Regions from separate parts of the Pelodiscus sinensis genome. Here region 2 is linked to region 1. A link is a contact called in public Hi-C data. All regions are on one chromosome and are shown on one strand. The core of a region is the stretch at or near the end of the contact, and the rest is flanking DNA. Distances in the headings are between cores, read along the strand shown.

Evidence for each region. A called contact is a pair of places that touch in the nucleus more often than the background predicts.
Region 2: a contact with region 1 is called in a Hi-C map of blood, with 6 times the contacts expected there. The contact joins the promoter of CEP76 here to the promoter of MPPE1 in region 1. A contact is called at or near these places in 2 of 5 Hi-C or Micro-C datasets (blood and an unstated tissue).

What each region holds. Positions count from the first base shown.
Region 1 is chr2:87,109,866-87,117,266 of ASM4963464v1, forward strand. MPPE1 (metallophosphoesterase 1) reads right to left here and starts at 2,876. Exons shown (of 12, transcript XM_075920995.1): 1 at 2,633-2,876; 2 at 1,849-1,890.
Region 2 is chr2:87,530,992-87,538,392 of ASM4963464v1, forward strand. It overlaps CEP76 (centrosomal protein 76), which reads right to left and starts at 3,198. Exons shown (of 11, transcript XM_075921003.1): 1 at 3,070-3,198. The coding sequence starts at 3,132. It overlaps PSMG2 (proteasome assembly chaperone 2), which reads left to right and starts at 3,392. Exons shown (of 7, transcript XM_075921008.1): 1 at 3,392-3,580; 2 at 4,800-4,971. The coding sequence starts at 3,521.

The DNA.
Region 1 (7,401 bases), core at 1,626-4,125:
AACATTCACCAAATGAAATTTTCAAATGCATTTCTATACACAAAAAGAAGCGAGAAAGTACTCATGCATTTGGGCTATATTTGGAGAAATATAGGTCTCGACTCTGTAACCACACATGTACTTGTTTTTATATATAATTAGTTCTATTGAAGCTCTTAATATATAAATAGCTTTAGGATGAGAAGCAATTCAAATGTTTACATAGTTTTCATCTTTTTAAGTAGTTTATTCCACTATTCAACTATCTTTAAAATTAGGAAAAGCTTTCTAATAGCTAACCCAAATCTCCCTTGCTAACACTAACATGACTGTTTCTTATCCTACATTGTCATTGGACATGGAGACCAATTGATCAGTGAGACCATCCTCTTTATTGTAATATTTTATATATTTGAAAGCTCTTGTGCCCATGCCCTCAGTCTTCTCTCTAGATCAAGCATGCTCAATCTTTCAATCGCTCCTTATTAGTCATATTTCCAGGTCCCTTACTTTTTTTGCTCCCCTCTGGACTCTTGATTTGTTCACAACTTTTTAAAATGTAGCATCCTAGAATGGACATACAGGTTGGACCTCCCTGGTCCAGCATCCATGGGACCTGACCATCCCGAACAAGGGAATTTGCCAAATCAAGAGGTCCTCTGTCACTGGCCTCCCAGGTACCCGCAGGCTTCCACTTCTGGCCCCTGCTGACTTCCCAGCCCTCCGCCTTGAGCCAGCTTTGCTGCCAGACCCCTCAGCCCTGGGACTTCCAGATGCACTGCTGGACCCCCTTGCTGCAGTGCTCCCCATGCCACCTGAGCCCCTTGCTGCAGGGCTCTTCCACTGCCTGGGCCCCTGCCATGCCCCTGGCTGCACTGCTAGAGCCCTTCAAGCCACTTGAGCTCCCTGCTTCAGGGCTCCTAGGCACTCCACAAGGCTCCCTACACCACCTGAGCCCCTGCTGTTGGGACACTAGATCTCCCCACACCTTCAGAGCCCTATGCTATGGGGCTCCTTATGCTGCCAGAACCAGCTGCTGTAGGGCTCCTCACTGCACCGCAGGACTCCCCAGGTTGCCTAAGCCCTCTGTCCCAAGGCTCCTGGACCACCACTGACCTCCCTGCCCCTGGGCTCTCTGGTCCAGGAACATCCATGGTGGACAAGAGAATCCCCATTTAGGAAGGTACAACCTGTAGTGCTCTAGCTAGGGCCTTTTCAGTGTCAAGCAGGGAACTATTACCTGCCATTTTTCACATGGCACGCCTGTTACAGAGAATAATTATCTGCCATGACACACAGATGGCACACCTGTTAATATGTCCCAGAAAGACACTTGCCTTTTTGGTAACAACTTCACACTGTTGACTCATTTTCAGTTTGTGATCCACTATTAACCAAAGATTCTTTTTTGCAGCACTGTTGCCCAGCCAACACTGCTAACTTGATCAGGCTTATTTCTGAAGACACTTGTGTTTTTGATTATTTTTACATATAAGTTGTCCCATTGAAATCAGCTAGATTACTCAAGCAACTAAAATTAAGGATGCAGTAAATGTTTGCAGGATCAGGATAATAAGGTTATTATAAAATAAGTTTTAAAAATAAAAAAGTACACTTCAAATTGGGAGGTATGAATTAGGCTATTGTAAATCCAAATAGTAACAGCTAGACCTTAAGAAGTTTATATTTAGATACTATACAGTATTCACTTCATCTCCTAATCAGCAAGAGAGTAGTTTAAGATGTTGTAAACATGCAAGAGCTAAACACACATAATGAAAACAACAGAAATAATTTAACAATTTAAATGCCAAGTGGTCACAGTGAGCAATTAATGTGTTCATCTCCTTTTATCCTAAACATACTTACAAACTAAGGGCCTGGTCCTAGTCATATCCATGGAAGCGAGCCCTTATGGAGCCAATTGAATGACGAATTAAGAGACGGATTTCTCAAAAATTTACTCATCTAATTTTAGCATGGAAATAATTTCACTTAAGTCTGAGACCAAGTTAGGCATGTATTTCACTACTTTGATCACTCAGGATTTAGGCAAGTAAAATGACTTGTATACATGCATGATGGACTTGGCCCTTAAACAGATCCCTAGGTTTATCCTGCTGTTGGAAATGCAGCTAACAGGGTGCCTACTGTACATCAGCTGTAAAGAACAATATCAACGTGGTTAACTAGGGAAGGGGGGCAGCTAAAACTAGTAAGGTTTCTACAGAACTGCACTGGCCGGTACAATCGTAAGGAACTGCTCCTGTGAGATCCTGCTCCCGCAAGTAGCACAGTCCGACAGTTCCCCGCCGACCCCCGCTCTGTTCAGCCTCCTTTCTCCGTTGCTAACCCCCTGGGGGATTAGTCAGCAGCAATGTATAGGTGGTAGTGGCCTCAGCAGAGCTGCCGAGCATGCGCAGAGCAGCGCTACGGGGCAGCAGTTCTGTACCAAGCACCGGACCCCGCACCCTGGACCGGGGCCGCGAGCCGCCTGCTGCGGACACAAGGGGGCAGCCGCGGCGGAGCCTCTTCCGGAGCCGGGGGCAGCTCCACCGTTCACAGGAGGCAGCCCCGGCCCGCCGGCTGCTGAGGCGCCGCATGGGGGCAAACGGGGCCTCCCGCCTCGGAGCTGCCCCAGCGCCTCACTCACTTGGAGACACCTGTGGACTGCGGGCAGCTCCATGGGCCCAGAGAGGCCCGGGGGCAGCAGGGCCGGGCGCGAGACCCCGGTAGCTGGGCCCTAACGGTTCAACCGACGCCCGGGATTATGGGAGCCCTCCCCCCTTCCAACGGCTCCTGCCTGCCCGCCCGTTCGCTTTCCCTCCCTGTGTGCCTCTCCCGGGCGTGCAGGTGCAAGGACGAGGGCGCCGCAATGCCAATAGTGAATGAGGACACAGGGGCGGGGGATTAGTCCATTATCACGGCCGCGTGTCCCAGCTCCAGGCAGGCAGGCTTCGGGCACCTAAGTACCCTGGCTGGCGGCGTGTGGGTGATGTCATTAACCTGCGACTCTGCTGCTTCAGGGCCCCTCCTGGGTGCCATGGAGACGGAAGCAAAGGGGGGGGGCTAGTTCCTCTCGCGGGCCCGGCAGGGATCTCAGCTGGGCGCGGGCGACCCTAAGTCGTTCTGTTCCAGGGCCTGGGCCGCGTGTCTTAGCGCTGCGCGCGCGCTCAGACCGCAGCAGCGTGGGTTTGCTAGCGGGACTTGCTGTGCCCCGCTGATCGCCTGGGTGGTTGGGGTTAGCAGTACAACACTGCCCTGGGGCGAGTGGGGCTTGCGGAGGAGGGGTGCAGGGAGGGCCACCCAGAGCAGTGCAGGCTTGGGGGGCCCCCCCTTTTAGCAATTACAATTTTGGCAGGTGCACAGTGCACCTCCCGAGGGCTTCCACTAGTCACCACTGAAGGATGCTGCACACAAGCAGGTGTGCATACCCACACATGAATTCTTGGGGTTGACACACATGCTCATACTGAATGGAGTTGACGTGCACACAAGCGCACATGCACACACTGAATGTGTGGGGTTGGCAATGCCAATACCGCACACACGTGCATGTGCGCACAAGGGTGCCAATAGCTACACCAGATCCTTGGACAAGGTGGGAGGGGCTGGTTGGCTCTGTGTTCCTGGAAGAGACGGCAACAGACAGCACTCAGTGCCACCGGGAGCATGCCACGCTGCACAGTTGCGTAGCCGGTGGCTGGAAAGAAACTCTACTTTGAAGAGGAAGCTGCCGCTTCTCTCCAACCATTGGTTGCACGGCTGCCCCATTCCGCCAGCGTCCTCTGGCCTGCACTCGCACCACTTGCTGCCTCCTGATGAGCAGGGGCTGGGTTCAGCCAGGAGCAACCAGTGATGGGGCTGGCTGCTAGAGCCAGTGCAGAACCCATGGGAGCTGATGCCCAGAAGTCGTCTTCAGAATCTCCACCTACCTCTTCATCCTCCTCTAAATTAAACATGCCTTTCCTCAAACACCAGCATTTAAAGTTGAATAAAAAGCTATTTCCACTATTTTTCATTGCAAATAAACAGTATTTCAGCTACATTATGGATTAAATAGGCTCTTTATGGTCTAGCTGGGAAGTTAACTACCACTTATAACATTGTTTCTATGGGAAAATGTGTTCCAAGTTCTAAACAACTGACTTAAAAATGAACTTTTGGAGCACAACCCATTCATACGTTGGGGACTTCCTGTACATATCCGTGTTCAATCCTGTATCTCCATAGCTGGCATGGCAGAGCAATTTGAAAAAGACAGAGCAAGAAGACTAAACACTGATTTGATCGAAAGCACCCCTGTATTCACCCCTACACATGATAGTAATAATAATCTTTGGCTGTGTCTGCACTGCAGGCTACTTGCACAAGAACTGTTTTGCGCAAGAGTTCTTGCGCAAGACCTTTTGCTTAAGAGCACGTCCACACTGCCATGTGCTTTTTGCACAAGAGATGTGCTTTTGTGCAAGAGCGTTTATGGCAGTGTAGATGCTCTCTTGTGCAAGAAAGCTCTGATGGTCTTTTTAGCCACAAGGGTTTCTTGTGCAAGAAACCCCTGTTGCCTATCCACACTTCTTATGCAAGATATCTTGCGGAAGAGGGCTTATTCCTTATGGGGAGAGGAATAACTCTTGTGCAAGAACCCCTCTGTTCCGATGCTTTACTGTAAATTTACTTGCGCAAGAACGCGTGTGCAGTGTAGACACTCCACAAGTTTTTGCGCAAGAATAGCCGTTCGTGCACAAAAAGCCTGCAGTATAGATGTAGCCTTTGGGCAAAGCATGCCTTGCAAGGTCTCATTTAAAAACACATTGATCATCAGTATTCTTGTGTAATGTATGTATTAAATACATATTAAGAGTTCTGAACATAAGCTAAAATTATTAATACATTTATTGGACAAGTCTGAGGAATGGGTAAATTAATATGTCAAAGACAAAGGACAAGTTATAGGTGATGTGTGGCAGGAAAAGAAGGGGAGGCATTGGTCCTACCTCTCCCTGCCACTGCTCCACCATTACTCCACCCCTCCCTGCCCACCTCTTCCAGCACTCCCCCAAGTGGCATGACTTCACTTCACAACTACATAGATGGAAACGGGTGGAATCTGGCAACCCTAAGCATGGGCAACAGTAAACAATATGTCTTATGGACTGTACATAGAACTCCAATGAGCTGCAGGTTGCCCACCACTGTGTTAGGCTGTTTGAGTGGCCCAGGGGGGGAGCTGTAACAGCAAAACATTGTGAGGCATTGGGATGTTTATGGGGTAGATTGTGGCTCAATCTCTTACTGGTCTGGACTGCATCCCAGAATGTTATAACTGGATTTTGAGCCTTGTCTGTAGAAAGGGTCCTAATTTGCTTAAACTAACACTAGTCCTGAGGGCCTAAAAAAACCCTCCCAAATTCTAAATCCCTTGCAAAACACTGGAGGTTAGACAAGTATAGCAGGACATTTAATCCCATCACACACACACTAGAGTCAACATTTTCAAAAGTGGATATTGATTTTGGGTAGCTCAATTTTGGGGTGTCCAAAATGAAATCAGTGGGAACTGCAGCTGTGCACCTTTGAAAATCAGGCCCAAAGTATCTCAGCTTGCTCATTCAAAACCAGGAACACCCAAAACTAGTATATCCTGTTAAAAATATTTGCTTATATTGAGAAGTTTATGTGCATAGCAAATGTTGAATGTCTGATCCTTGTTTTAACTGGAAAACATTCTCATTTCCAGGGCATACATTACTATTAAAAAATATATCTGTGCCAATAAATATTTCAAATTACACTGATTTTTATTTTCAGTTAGACACTCATAAAGTACTTATTAAGTACAAACTGGAGGTTTTAAGTTGTTGCAAGTGAAAACAGACAGATCAAAGTAAGTTACTAAATTAAAATAAATAGACAACACATAGCTAGTTCTAATTCACTAAAAAACTTACTATAAGCAGATTCTTATCCTAAAGAGCTGTTCTTATTTCAGGCAAGTCTTCAAGTTAAAAATGATCTTTTACTCTGATTTGGGTCTCCAGTTCTCTTTGTTTCCAAACCAGCTGAAGACAAACACCTGATAGCCTCCCCCCCCACCTGCTTAAATAGACTTTCCCTGGCATGGGAATCTTATGTTCTACATTACTACCCCTTCAGCCAAACACAGAGGTGACGGCCCACCAAGGACTAACCCTGCAGATTGGATCTGGCCCGCAGGCTGGAATTTGCCCACCTCTGTCTCACACCAACAGAAAAACACCTGTCAGTGTTGGCTGCATCTGTACTTGGGAGGATATTCCAACCTAGCTATGTAGACAGGCTCCTTAGTGTATGTATACTCTTGACATGTTCATCTTAGGAGACAAATAAAACAAATGCAATAAAAATGTCCTAGAGAGTATAGAGAAGGTAAAAGAGTAATTTTTATTCATCCTCTCATATGAGAAGAAAGAAGAGTTAATTAAACTGAAATCTGTAAAACTCAAAAGTTATAAAAGGCAATAGTTGTTCACACAATGTAAATTAGACTGTGGAACTCATTTCCACAATACACTGTTGCGACCCTATGCTTCACAAGAATCAAAAAGGAAGTAGACATTTTCAGGTATAAGAATAATATTTAAAGTTATAATAGTAACTATTAAAAACAAAGGAACTTTGGAGCAGATATAAAGCATAATGTTTTAAGACTTAGGTCAATGTGTACCTGGAAACTTGCCCTGAGGGCAAGTTATCTCATAACCATTTACTGCAGCCCAGCTCTCAGATGCAGCTTTTATAGGCCACTGTCAGAGTCACAATAGTTAAGAAAGACATTTGGTCTGATCCAACATAGCAGTGCCTACATTCCTGTCAATTTAAAATCTGCAGCAGCAAAATAATAACAATTAACTGGAGAGATGGGAAGAGGAAAAGGTGGTACTTAGGAGAGGCAGAGCAGTCTGGAGAGATTTTACTACTGCTGGCAGTGATGTGGCTCTTCTGCAGATAAATTACTTCTATTCCTAGGGTTTCCAATCCAGCACCTTTTCAGAAGAACTACACTCTCTTCTCCTATCTTGTGTCCAGACCCAGTTGCTGCAACAAAAACCACTATAAAGACCAGATTCTTCTGTCTTTGGACACAATGAGAGTTTTGCCATTATCTCCAGCATGGGGCAGGACTGGATCTCAACAATGTGTTGTTTTGCTTTATTTCTCATTTACTAAACAAGGTACATAAAGTACTTCAATTATGTCTGTTCTCAGAAAGAATAATAAATGATAAACTATACTGTCATGCAAAATGCTTCTATCAGTGTGTGCCTGGTGCAACCATTGCAAAAAAGGCAACGTGTAAAATAAAAGATCAGAAATTAGTTAAGAGGGCAAGTACGATCAACTAGATATCGAGCGTCTCAGAGGGGTAGCCATGTTAGTCTG
Region 2 (7,401 bases), core at 1,948-4,447, 420 kb after region 1:
CCTTAACAGGTGAGGCTTATTGGTTAAAGTTAACCAGTGGGGCCTGGAACAGATCTCCACCTGCCATGGGCAAGGGGCTGCTCCAGCCCCACTGAGGGCCTGCCATGAACAGGAGCTGCTCTGTCCGGGTATCCGCAGTCCCCCGCCCATCCCTCACCATAATCCATTAACAACTGGTTAAACATTTTTAACCTGTTAACTAATTAAATGGGATTTTACATTCCTATTGTATACCAGTGATAATTAGAGATGAAAGCTTCTAGTTGCGTAGCTGACTACCTGATAAGCACAGGCTTATCAGGTAGTTGAGTGACTACTTAACTAGTCTCCCTCTGCTGTCTCTGTATCAGAGGCAGCAAGGGGGGGAAGCAGGAGCCAGTGCTGGGGGGAGTCGGCTTAAAAGCCAGTTCCCCTCAGCACCATCTACACAGTGCGGGGGTGGAAGCAGGGAAGGCTGAGCTGTAGTGGTCCCGGTGGCACCATGAGATGGGACTGTTCAGTCCCGGCTAGCACTGCCCCCGGGAGCCAACCCCACTGCAGGATCGCTCCGACCCCCTTATTGACTGATATTTAACATCCCTAGTGAGAATCTGGTCACATCATCCCATAAATTCATCCTTGCAAACAATATTGAACAATCACCTCCAAATATGCGAGACATGTCAAAACTTGGTGACTGAAACCGAACGCTTTGACAACACTTGTCTCTGCCTTCCACATGAACACACAAGAAACCAAATGCCACTGAAAGTGGACTTTTGAGATCTGCCTATACTACATGACTACAACCCATGGCATTAAACTCAACTGGATGCTGAACTATTGCCAACATCTTGATAATATCACAAAGAAGATAAAGAAGAAGGTTAACATCATCCAGAAGCTCATTAGCACATTGTGGAGATGTGATGAATGCATGCTTCGAACATCACTATATGCTCTTGTCTTGGCATCAGCAAAAATGTGCCAGTCTGGTGCAAAGCTTCAGTGGGTAGGCACTGAACTCAACATCATGCTCAGCCTTGTTGGTGATTCTCTGAAATCAACCCCAACCAATATGTGGGTCTCTCAATTTTGGTAGGCATAGTTCCAGCCACGGTCAGGTTATGCTAGATACTGCTTGTGGCCAGGAGTACAATTTCTTGGCCACTCTGGACTAATCCCCTGTAGGCAGGGTTTGAATCAATGCTTCCATTACAGCCAGCTGGAATGGGAAAGAAATCCTGGGTGTGGTTAGGTAAAAATAGTTCGCTCAGTTTGCTTAGACCTACTAGATATTCAACAGTTAGAATGGTGTTTTGCCCATTGTTGTGGAGCCACAAACTCTGTTGACCCTAAATGCAGGAATTGTAAGATATGACCACCAATGCTTGCAGTTATTGGGGGAATGCAGAAAAGTCATACTGTGTTTCACTCAGTTTAAAGGAGAGAGACTATCAGTGTAAAGAATAAGGCTTTCTCTGCCAAAACTCTGGAAAGTCAACTGGGAGGAGGGCAGAACTCTGAATCAGCAGGCTGCATGCACTCCAGGCGTGAGCTGTAAGACTGGTTCAACCTGTTTTGTCCCCCTCCTCCCCAAATCCGGTCTAATGTAAGAAGTAGAACAGAGTCCATAAAGTCAAGTATCAGAGGGGTAGCCGTGTTAGTCTGAATCTGCAAAAGCGACGAGGAGTCCTGTGGCACCTTATAGACTAACTGAAGTGTAGGAGCATAAGCTTTCGTGGGCAAAGACCCACTTCGTCAGATGCATGCATCTGACGAAGTGGGTCTTTGCCCACGAAAGCTTATGCTCCTACACTTCAGTTAGTCTATAAGGTGCCACAGGACTCCTCGTCGCTTTTGCAGAGTCCATAAAGAGTCTCTTTTTGATTTTAAAATGTATTCCAGCGGATGCTGGAATTTTTTGGCTAGACTGTGCTTTTGGCCAAGCGTTAAAATCACTGAGCAGCTGAAATCACAAAGGTTTGGCCCAAAGCCAAATCTACCACAAGGCTGTTGGAGGGAGCGGCCAGCAGGTAACTGGTGGAGCGGCTGGCAGGAGCAGGAAGTGAGCGGCATTGCCACATCCTCAAGGAGGGGAGACAACATGATGATGTACCTATAAGCTCTGGGTCTGCATTGACTGGACAGAGCCATGAGCAGGGTGTTTGAAGTGGGGGGAAAGCACACTATATGAGTTGGAGGGTAGATTAAAGATCTCGGGACCGTATCTTGCTTCTGGGTTTTGTTTGTGTGTGTTTCTGTGGATTAATGTTACATTGCTGTCATTAAATAGACTGTTTCTGTCTCCGACCCAGTGCTTGAGAGAGAAGAATTACCTTTAAAGGCACCCAGTGGGTAGGTTTACTGGCTTGAGCCAGTGTGGGTACATTGTTGAAAGAACTCCCTAGATACTGAACTGGCCCTTCTGACTGCCAAGTGCTACCTACAGAAGGGTTACACCACCTCAGTTCACTCCCTCTCTCCGCACTGAGAGCCAAGGTTTCCACAGGACTATCACACAGGCCAATGGAAAAGCTGCCAGCACTCATTGGCACAAGTCATGGATGGCTTGCGATGTCCCAATCAAAGACTCAAAGGTAGAGATAATGAAAAATCCAACCCTCTGTCTTCCCCACAGGCAGCAGCCAGCACTGCCTGGACAAGTGTGTGCGCTGTAAAGATTCAAAGGCCGGCCAGCTGGTTAGCAGAGCCCCCCTCAGCCAGCGGGATGTGTGGCGAGCGGTGGTGCGCAGCCGCACTTGCCTCGGGGCACATACAACTGATGGGGCGGGTGGGAGAAGTGGCGGGACCCTTGGCGGGTAACTCGCGCCGACAGGGAAAAGGCAGAGAACGCCCGAGCTGCGGGGATACGAGCCCCGGGACGCAGCTGCCCCCATTGTGCCTGCAGGCTGGGGGGGGGGAGGGGGGGGGCACTATAACGTCGGTCCGAGCGCCTCAGCCCCGCTGCTTCTCACACGAGCGGCGCGAGCAGACACCAGCCCGCCCCCCACAGTGAAGCCGGCACGAGCCCTCCGCGCGCAGGGTAAAGCCCCGGCCGAGCCGGCGCGCGCACTTCCTGCCCCTCACCCTGGCCAGCTGCTGGCGGATGATCTGCTTCAGCTCCGAAGCTTTCTCCGGAGGCAGCGCCATGGCGAACCCCCAACACCCAGAGCCGGTGCCCCCTCCCCCCAGCCCCGCCCACTGCGCTCCGCAACCGCGCGCTCCGCCCCAACCGCTTTTCGAACAAGCGTCCCGCCAGAGCGCGAGGGCGCCCTGCTCAGACGCCTGATTGGAAGCCCGGACCCTCCTCCAGCCCGGGGCCGAGAAACGGGCCGGCCGCCCCCCCTGTCAGGGGCTCCAGTTACGCATCAGAGGACGTCCTGCCGAGGAGCCCTACGGGGACAGGCGGTTACAGAGGACGCCTAACTCCCCCCTCACACATCAGCCCCCGCTTAGGCGTCAGGCAAATGCGCCGCAGAGCGGAAGGACCCTGGCGGAGGCGAGTCGCGCGCACCCAGCGCTGAACGCTCCCGGCGCGATGTTTGTGCCCTGCGGTGGCTCCGCGCCCGCCAGCTTTGAAGGCTTCACGCTCCTGCTGGTAACGCCGCGCGCGGCCCTGGGGGGGGAACCGTCGCCCCCGTCGGGGCCTGAGGGCGCAGCGGGGCGGGATGCGCGTCCCTGCGGAAGCGCTGGGTGGGTGAGCGGCGGGGGGCAGAGAACCAGCCCCCCCTCCCCCTCCCCGAGCTGGGAAATAGAAACGTGTCTCCGCTGCTGTTACTTGCCGGGGCTTTGTCGTAGCCTGGACCTGGGGGGGGGGGTCGCTTGTCTAACCCGCCCCCGCAAGAGGGGATGCGAGTAACGGCAAGCGCTGTGTGGATGTTGGGAAGCTGGTGGTAGAGGCAGCACATTCAAACTAGGGATGTGAACGACTAGTCGACTATCCGGTAAGCAAATCCAACTAGTTGCTCCCCCCACCCCCTTGCTACCTCTATCAGATAGAGGCAACAACAGGGGGAGAAGAGAGGGGTAGTTTGAAGCAGTGGAGCCGCATGGACCCTGTGGCACTGTCACTTTGAAAGGCTGTGGTGGTATCACAAAGCGGCAGCACCATACTGAGCCCAGCATCACTTGGGAAGTTGACCCTGGGCTCCACCAACTTTGAAATGTACAAGAGTCCCCAGCGGGAAGTGCCTGCTTGGAGCCCAGAGTCAGTGAAACTTCCCGCTGGCCCTGGGCTCCATGCGGTGGTCCAACTTTTTCAAAGGCGGAATGCTGAAGTGCCAAGTTGAGTAGTCAATGGAGAATTCATCGACTACTTGACTAGTAAATTAATTGCTAGTTGACATCCCTAGTTCAAATGCCCATCCTTGAGCGCACCCAGGTCAAAGACAGTGGTAGCTGAGTTTGGTGCAGTCTCCTTGATTAAGTTTTCAACTAATCTAACAAAAACTATTGTTTTCCCATTACACAACTAAATGTTCATAGTTTGCTATCTTAAGCCTAATCTTTATGGGTAGTAGAGGCTGTATGTTGATTTTTTTTTTCAATAGTGCACATCTTATTATTCAGTGCTGGTCTGTTAGTACAGGAACAATCTGTTAAAAAGCCAGTACCTTCCATAAAGGGAAGTTTTAGGTTTTCTGACCCCACTTTTAAAATATTGGGTAAGAGGATTGTGATTTGAGCATATACCTACAGATATTTTGTGGAGTTTTCATTTATTAATTTGAATATTATACATAGTTCATTATTCAAATCACAGTTGAATGTATAAAAACTGTAATAACAATATGGTCACAAGTCTTCTGTTGTTCCAGCCAGCTGTATCCGTTGGGAATGTTGGCCAGCTTGCAGTAGATCTACTTATTTCTACCTTTGACATGCCTAAAGTTGGTTACTTCTACACTGATTGCCTGGTGCCAATGGTTGGGAATAATCCATATGCAACAACAGAAGTAAACTCAACAGAGTTGAGTATAAATGCTGAAGGTGTGTTCCAAAGTTATGTCTCAAATATTGAAGTGTGCCCCAATCCTACAATGAGCTTTATACAGAGACCTCCCAGTAAGAATGGAGTCTATAGGGGATGGTGGAAGTAAACCCATCTGCATGGTGCCACCAATTTAATGGCCATGAAATACATCATTGACAGTGAAATCTGGTTTTGTGTGTGCTCCCCCCCCTCCCCCCCGATATTATATAGATTTCACAGGGGAGAACACATCTCACGTTGGGGCCCTGACTCAAAAGGGAATCGTCTGTCAGGGCTACAAGGTCATTTTAAGGATGCAGCAATCTTGCTGTTCTTAACATAACATAAGAACGGCCGTACTGGGTCAGACCAAAGGTCCATCTAGCCCAGTATCCTGTCTACCGACAGTGGCCAGCACCAGGTGCCCCAGAGAGGGTGGACCGAAGACAATGATCAAGCGATTTGTCTCCTGCCATCCCTCTCCAGCCTCTGACAAACTGAGGCCAAAGACACCATTTTATCCCCTGGCTAATAGCCTTTTATGGACCTAACCTCCATGAAATTATCTAGCTTCTCTTTAAACTCTATTATAGTCCTAGCCTTCACAGCCTCCTCTGGCAAGGAGTTCCACAGGTTGACTACACGCTGTGTGAAGAAGAACTTTCTTTTATTAGTTTTAAACTTGCTACCCTTTAATTTCATTTGGTGTCCTCTAGTTCTTCTATTATGGGAACTAATAAATAACTTTTCTTTATCAGCCGTCTCCACACCACTCATGATTTTATAGACCTCTATCATATCCCCCCTCAGTCTCCTCTTTTCTAAACTGAAAAGTCCCAGTCTCTTTAGCCTCTCCTCATATGGGACCTGTTCCAAACCCCTAATCATTTTAGTTGCCCTTTTTTGAACCCTTTCTAAGGCCAAAATATCTTTTTTGAGGTGAGGAGACCACATCTGTACACAGTATTCAAGATGTGGGCGTACCATAGTTTTATACAGGGGCAGTAAGATATTCTGGGTCTTATTTTCTATCCCTTTCCTAATAATTCCTAGCATCCTATTTGCCTTTTTGACCACCGCTGCACTCTGTGTGGAAGTTTTCAGGGAACTGTCCACGATAACTCTAAGATCTCTTTCCTGATTTGCCGTAGCCAAATTAGCCCCCATCATACTGTACGTACAGTTGGGGTTATTTTTCCCGATGTGCATTACTTTACACTTATCCACATTAAATTTCATTTGCCATTTTGTTACCCAATCACTCAGTTTGGTGAGATCTTCTTGGAGTCCCTCACAGTCTGCTTCTGTCTTGACTATCCTAAACAGTTTGGTATCATCTGCAAACTTTACTACCTCACTGCTTACCCCTTTCTCCAGATCATTTATGAATAATTTGAAAAGGATTGGTCCCAGGACTGACCCTTGGGGTACACCACTAGTTACCCCTCTCCAATCTGAAAATTTACCATTTATTCCTACCCTTTGTTTCCTGTCTTTTAACCAGTTCTCAATCCAAGAAAGGACCTTCCCTCTTATCCCATGGCCATATAATTTACCCAAGAGCCTTTGGTGAGGGATCTTGTCAAAGGCTTTCTGAAAATCCAAGTATACTATATCTACTGGATCCCCCTTGTCCGCATGTTTTGTTAACTCCTTCAAAGAACTCTAATAGATTAGTAAAATTAATCTTAGTTAAGATTAAGATTAGTAAGAACTCTAATAGATTTCTTACTTTTGTGCTGTCTTCAGAGCTGGGCAGCAGCTAGAGACCAATAGCTGTTGGCCAGGCATCCAGCTCTAAAGATAGCACCCTACCAGCCGCAGTGCAAAAGTAAGGGTGGCAATACCATATTTTACCACCCTTACTTCAGTGCTGCTGCCTTCAGAGCAGGTGGCCAGAGTGTGGTAGCTGCTGACTGAGGGCTCAACTTTTTAGGCAACAGCACAGAAATATGGGTGGCCATGCCATCCCTGCTTCTGCAGTGCTGCTGGTGGTGGCTCTGCCTTCAGATCTTGGATCCCAGCAGTCACAGTTCAGCCACAGGTAAGGGTAGCAGTACTGTCACTTCCCCTACAATAACCTTGCTGGGGCACTCCCCTCTCCCACACAACTCCTTTTTTGGATCACAACTCTAACAATTACAATACCATGAAATTTCAGATTTAAATAGCTAAAATTATGAAACTTATGATTTTAAAATGCCCATAGCAATGAAATTGAGCAAAATGGACTGTGAATTTGTTAGGACCCTACCCATGTGATGTACATGTAGGATTGGGGCTATAGTTGCCTTCTAAAACCACCTTGTGCTGAAACAGGAAACTGCATTGTTGAAATATAGCATATGCCTTTTTATTTAGCTAAATTGCTGTTCTAGTCTGAAACTTTCCAGACCAAAATTGCCACACTTCCATTGTTAATTCAAGAAAGCCACTTAAATGCAGGG